2 separate regions of the Pan troglodytes genome follow, and region 2 is linked to region 1. The links are chromatin contacts, called in public HiChIP or PLAC-seq maps. All regions are on one chromosome and are shown on one strand. Each heading gives the region's core, a stretch centred on a gene start, on an enhancer-like site or on the middle of the called end of the contact. The rest is flanking DNA. Distances are from core to core; before and after follow the strand shown. Region 1 holds the start of SNRPA1 (small nuclear ribonucleoprotein polypeptide A'). Region 2 holds the start of PCSK6 (proprotein convertase subtilisin/kexin type 6).

What was found. HiChIP or PLAC-seq counts read pairs in DNA pulled down with a chosen protein or histone mark.
Region 2: an H3K4me3 HiChIP or PLAC-seq map of stem cell-derived excitatory neurons shows a contact between it and region 1, with 2.7 times the contacts expected there. The contact joins the promoter of PCSK6 here to the promoter of SNRPA1 in region 1. A contact is called at or near these places in 3 of 7 Hi-C or Micro-C datasets (blood, induced pluripotent stem cells and stem cell-derived neural progenitor cells), 1 of 1 datasets of contacts at active chromatin or transcription factors (stem cell-derived excitatory neurons) and 1 of 1 other capture datasets (stem cell-derived neural stem cells).

What each region holds. Positions count from the first base shown.
Region 1 is chr16:93,166,313-93,168,866 of NHGRI_mPanTro3-v2.0_pri, reverse strand. SNRPA1 (small nuclear ribonucleoprotein polypeptide A') reads left to right here and starts at 1,283. Exons shown (of 9, transcript XM_510625.8): 1 at 1,283-1,473. The coding sequence starts at 1,392.
Region 2 is chr16:93,373,195-93,375,748 of NHGRI_mPanTro3-v2.0_pri, reverse strand. PCSK6 (proprotein convertase subtilisin/kexin type 6) reads left to right here and starts at 1,269. Exons shown (of 20, transcript XM_054667239.1): 1 at 1,269-1,600. The coding sequence starts at 1,307.

The sequences.
Region 1 (2,554 bases), core at 34-2,533:
ATAAGAAAAAAGGCAGACAACTCCATAAGGAAAAAAAAATGAGCCAGGGACTCGAAAGAACACTTAACAAAGGAAGCTATCAGAATGGGCACCATACACATGAGAAGGTTCTCAGCTTCATTAGTTATTAGAGAAAAGCAAAGCAAAGCAGTAGTGCAATACCACCACACACCCATCAGAATAGCTGAAGTTATAGAGTTAAAAATGCCAACAAGGCTGAAGCTGGAAGCCATGAAAACCCTTACACACCGCTGGAGTGTGTATATTATTTCAGCCTCTTAGCATAACTGTTGGGCATTACTTATTGATGATAGATACCATACCCTATGTCCCAGCAGTTCCACTCCAGGACAAACTCATGCAAATGTGCATCAGATCCACGTACCAGAAAATTCATAGCAGCATTACTCAGAATAGCCCTAACTGAAAACAACTTTGATGTCTATCAACAGGAGAATAAGTAATTTATGGTGTAATACCTACAATGGAATTCTCTTCAGCAGCGAAAGCAAACAAACCATCTCTGTATGCAACCTGGATGGACTCCAGACATAATATAGACTCCATGAAACTAGGCCAAAAAAAGCATACTGCATGATTCTATTTATAGCAAAAGCGAGCAAACCGAATTTGTAGTGTTGAGTTCGCGGTTGCCTTTTGGGAAAGAGGGAGGCTTTCAGAATAGTGGTGTTTTGGATCCCGGTGTCGGCTACGCAGCTGTGTTCACTCTAGTCATTAATCACTCTGTAAGTTCCTGATATGCACACTTTTATGTGTATCACATTTCATACATATGAATATTCAGAAGTCTAAAGGTCACAAGCTTAACCGCAAACCCTACCGTGCCCGAGGCCGGGCTGGACTTGCGGGGCGGTGGGGTTGTCCCGGCGACCTGCCCCGGGCGGGCCACCTAGCCCGGGATCTCACAGTGTAGCCCGGAACCAAGGCCCAGGCCCGGGACGGGCACCTGAACTCCTGGACCCTTCACTGAACCCCACGGGTTCCCGCGACGGCTGGTGGAGGGAGGACAGTCACAGCTTCCCCTCCCACCTCGAGGTGCGCTAATGCATGAGAAAGTTCCCCTCGGGTGTTTCCACATTCGCCTTAACTTTTAAACACCAACGTCTGGAATCAGGGGTCCTCCAGACTCCGAACACACCCTAGGAAACAACCCCAAACTAGACACATCCCCTGTGCGCGCGCCACGACTTCCGGCAAGAACGCCCCCGGAGGCGTGGCTCTTCGATTGCTTCGGCCTGGCGGTCGAGCTGCGCGCGCACTCGGCGGCTGCGATTGGTGCTGCCTGGCGGCGGGGCGCGGGGCACGCTGGGACGTCTCGCTGGCGGGAGGCCACGGACTTTCCACAGCGCGGGGGAACGGGAGGCTGCAGGATGGTCAAGCTGACGGCGGAGCTGATCGAGCAGGCGGCGCAGTACACCAACGCGGTGCGCGACCGGGAGCTGGACCTCCGGGGTGAGTCCGGGGGCGTGGGCGGCCAGTCCCCAGGCGGCACCGAGCCGCCTTATTTTCCGCGCTTTGCCGCGTGCACCGAAGGCCGGAGCTTGGCCCGCGGGCCGGTTGTCTGGGCCCCGACCGGGCTGCGCAGGGAACGCCGGGCCTGATTCTTGCCGTTGTTGCCAAATGAGCATCCCGTTAAGCTCTTGGGAGCCTTGTGTTAGCGCCGTGCCTCTTGACAGGCACGGGTGACTTCATTACTTCCTGGTGCATACTCGTGGGGCCCTGTTAGGCCTTGCTTGGCTGTCTCGCCGCTGGCTCTGGGGGCCCGGAAGAGCGGCTCATTAATGGTTGTAACGCAAGTGCAGGGCGAGGGATTGGTTCTTAATACTTGCCGCCAGATGATATTTTGAGCGTAGATAGGATATGTGTTCATTATTCCTAATGTGAAGGAGGAAACTAAGTCCCCGAACAACCGCGATTGTTTCCTCCAGTATTTTCTACTTAGTAGCTTTAACTGTCTGGCGTTTCCCCTATATGAAGACGTTTTAAAAATGGAACTGTGTCACCCAGGCTTGCACCGCCGGGTGCTGTGTGTAAGTTGTGGAAGCGCTCGCAATCATTCAGATTCCTGTACTATTTCAACCTTAGCAAGACTTGGTAAGTTACTGGGAGGGCGGCTAGCTAGTTGGTATTTCAGGAGATGGCTTTAAAAAGGACGTGATAGAGCAACTTCTCTGAGGATAAGACCATGCTGTCGTAGCCTGAGATTTGTTCCCATGGGGACCTATGGCCTCGGAGCAGCATCGCTGCGGGATCTGCTCAGATTTCTTGCTGACCTTTGGGAAATCCCAGTGTTTTGTGTTGTGTTGTGTTGAGATGGAGTCTCGCTCTTTCGCCCCAGCTGGAGCGCAGTGGCGTGATCTCGGCTCACTGCAACCGCCGCCTCCCCGGTTCAGGTGATTCCTGTGTCTCAAGCCTCCCGAGTAGTTGGGATTACAGGCGTGAGCCACCGCGCCTGACTGATTTTTGTATTTTTAGTAGAGACGGGGTTTCATCATGTTGGTCAGGCTGGTCTCGAATTCCTGACCTCAAGTGA
Region 2 (2,554 bases), core at 20-2,519, 210 kb before region 1:
CAGCCCATCCCCTCTCGCCCCAGCCTCTCACCTCCAGCTGCCAAGCCACAGACTCCACGTGAATCCTGCACGCTCAACAAGAGACCGCTCCTGGAACTGACCATCAGAGAAGCAGCTTCCTTCCCACCTCAAGGCCTTCTCCACCTTTTTGTTTTACTTCCTATATTAAGCAGGTTGATGGCTTGCTCTCTGGAAGTGGGCCAGTAGGACCAATGGGTCCTGGGAGGGATGACGGAAGAGATCTAGCAGCGATCCTCACCCTTCATAATTCCTTGGTTATGGTGTGAACATTTCCATACATCTCCAGGGTGCTTCAAATCATTATCCACTGGATACCAGGCTGCTCCAGGCAGCAGGGGTGAGGATGATTCAGCTGACTTTCCTACTGCTGGTCGCAGCTCAGTGGGTGCTTTCAAGAGTGTACATCGTCTAGTGAACACCTACCACACGGCAGGCCCTGGGCTCATAAAAACGGACGTTTATGGACAGCTTATTGTACAGCAAAAGCTGACCTCATCCTCAAATCAGCCCGACGGGGTAGATACCACTGTTCCCCCCATTTTGCAGGTGGGGCGCCTGCCCTCAGCCACCACAGTCATTTGCCCAAGATCACAGCGATGCTAAGCGGACGGCCTGGGGGTTCACCTGCACAGCCTGCCTCCTAGCATGGGCTGTGGCCTCCGCGATGGGCTCTGTGCGGTGGTTTCTCGGGGACACGCTCGTGAGCCCGGCTAATGCGCCACATGCCTTTGCCCCGTTCAACGTGTCCCTTCAGCCAGGCTTGGTCCGGGGCGATCCACTGTCTTCCCGGCAGCTTCTTCTCCCTGGGACCCCGCACACGGGCGAGCCCTCCGTCTAGGGAGGCGGGCGAGGCCGCCAGGCGTCTGAGGCCCCCGCCAGGTGAGTGCGGCCTCCGGGAGTGCGGCCGGTCTAGGGAACCGGGGACTCACCTGAGACGCCGGGGCCTCCCCGCTCCCAGCAGAACTCGCGGGGCCGAGGCCGCCTCTGGGGCGGTACCGCGTCCCGAGAGCCCCAGAAGTCGGCGCAGAAGTTCCCCCGGTGGGGGGCGTTTCGGGCCTCCCGGACGGTTCTCGGCCCCGGAGCCCGGCCTCAGGAGCGCGGGCCCGGGGGCGCCGCCGGGGGCCGCGCGGGCGGGAACGCGCCGCGGCCGCCTCCTCCTCCCTGGCTCCCGCCCGCGGCGGTGGCGGCGGCGGCGGCGCTTCCCCGGCGCGGAGCGGCTTTAAAAGGCGGCACTCCACCCCCCGGCGCACTCGCAGCTCGGGCGCCGCGCGAGCCTGTCGCCGCTATGCCTCCGCGCGCGCCGCCTGCGCCCGGGCCCCGGGCCGCCGCCGCCACCAACACCGCCGCGGGCGCGGGGGGCGTGGGGGGCGCGGGGGGCGCGGGGGGCGCCGGCGGGCCCGGGTTCCGGCCGCTCGCGCCGCGTCCCTGGCGCTGGCTGCTGCTGCTGGCGCTGCCTGCCGCCTGCTCCGCGCCCCCGCCGCGCCCCGTCTACACCAACCACTGGGCGGTGCAAGTGCTGGGCGGCCCGGCCGAGGCGGACCGCGTGGCGGCGGCGCACGGCTACCTCAACTTGGGCCAGGTGAGTGCGGCCGGCCCCGCGCGCCGAAAACTTTCCCGGCGGCCTCCGGCGCGCGCGAGGGGGGCGCCTCCGCAGTCCTGTCCGCCCGGCCCCGCGCCGCGCGTGGGAAGGCTCCGGGACCGCTTGGGGACGGCGGGCGGCCGGGGCGCCCTGCGAGGGGGGGGCGGGGGTCGCCCGGGAGGGCGCGCGCGGGACACTCGGCGGGGGGGGCGGGGGGGACTGGGGTCCCGCGTGGGCCCCCACGCAGGTCCGGCGCGCCGACCGCAAGTCCCCTGGCAGTGCCGCCCAGCCCCGCGCTCGGAAGTGTGGCCTCAGAAGCCGGGGCGGCGCGGACACCTGCCGGGCTCCGGGGGAGTCTGGGCTGCCTCAGGCGTCGCGCGCCGTCCGCCGCTGGGTCCTGGGCGCCCACCCAGCTCCCCCCCGCGGGGGAGCCGCCCCTCTGCCCTCGACGGGCGGCGCGAGCTCCGGACCCTGTGCGCGCGCCAAGGCGGCCGGCCGCTGCTTGGGTGACACGAGCGTGGCCCGGCGTCTCGGGGACTCGCGCTCCCTCGGTGTCCGCCGCTCCCGGGGGTAGATGGCCGGGAGCCTGCACCCTGGAGCCCGGCCACCGTCGGAGAGGCTTTGGGACAGCGCAGGGCCGGGGGTCCTGGGTTTAAAACCTCTCCAGGAGCGGAGGGAGGGCGCTTTGTGTGTGGGCTTCTGCCGCGGTTCTGATGGCGGAGCGGTGTGACCTTTGGCAAGTCGCTTCCCTGACAAGCTCCTTGGCAGTCAGTGGCAATGTCTACACTGTTGGGTTGTCGGAAAGATCTAATGCTGCGTTGCCACAGAGCCTGGACCGGGGCCTGACCCTCACCGGCCCCCACGGGGCCAGCGAGGAGCCCTCCCAGCCCCGCACCCCTTGGCTGTCACCTCTTCTGTCAGTGAGCAAGGAGGCCACGCCCTGGGCACGAAGGC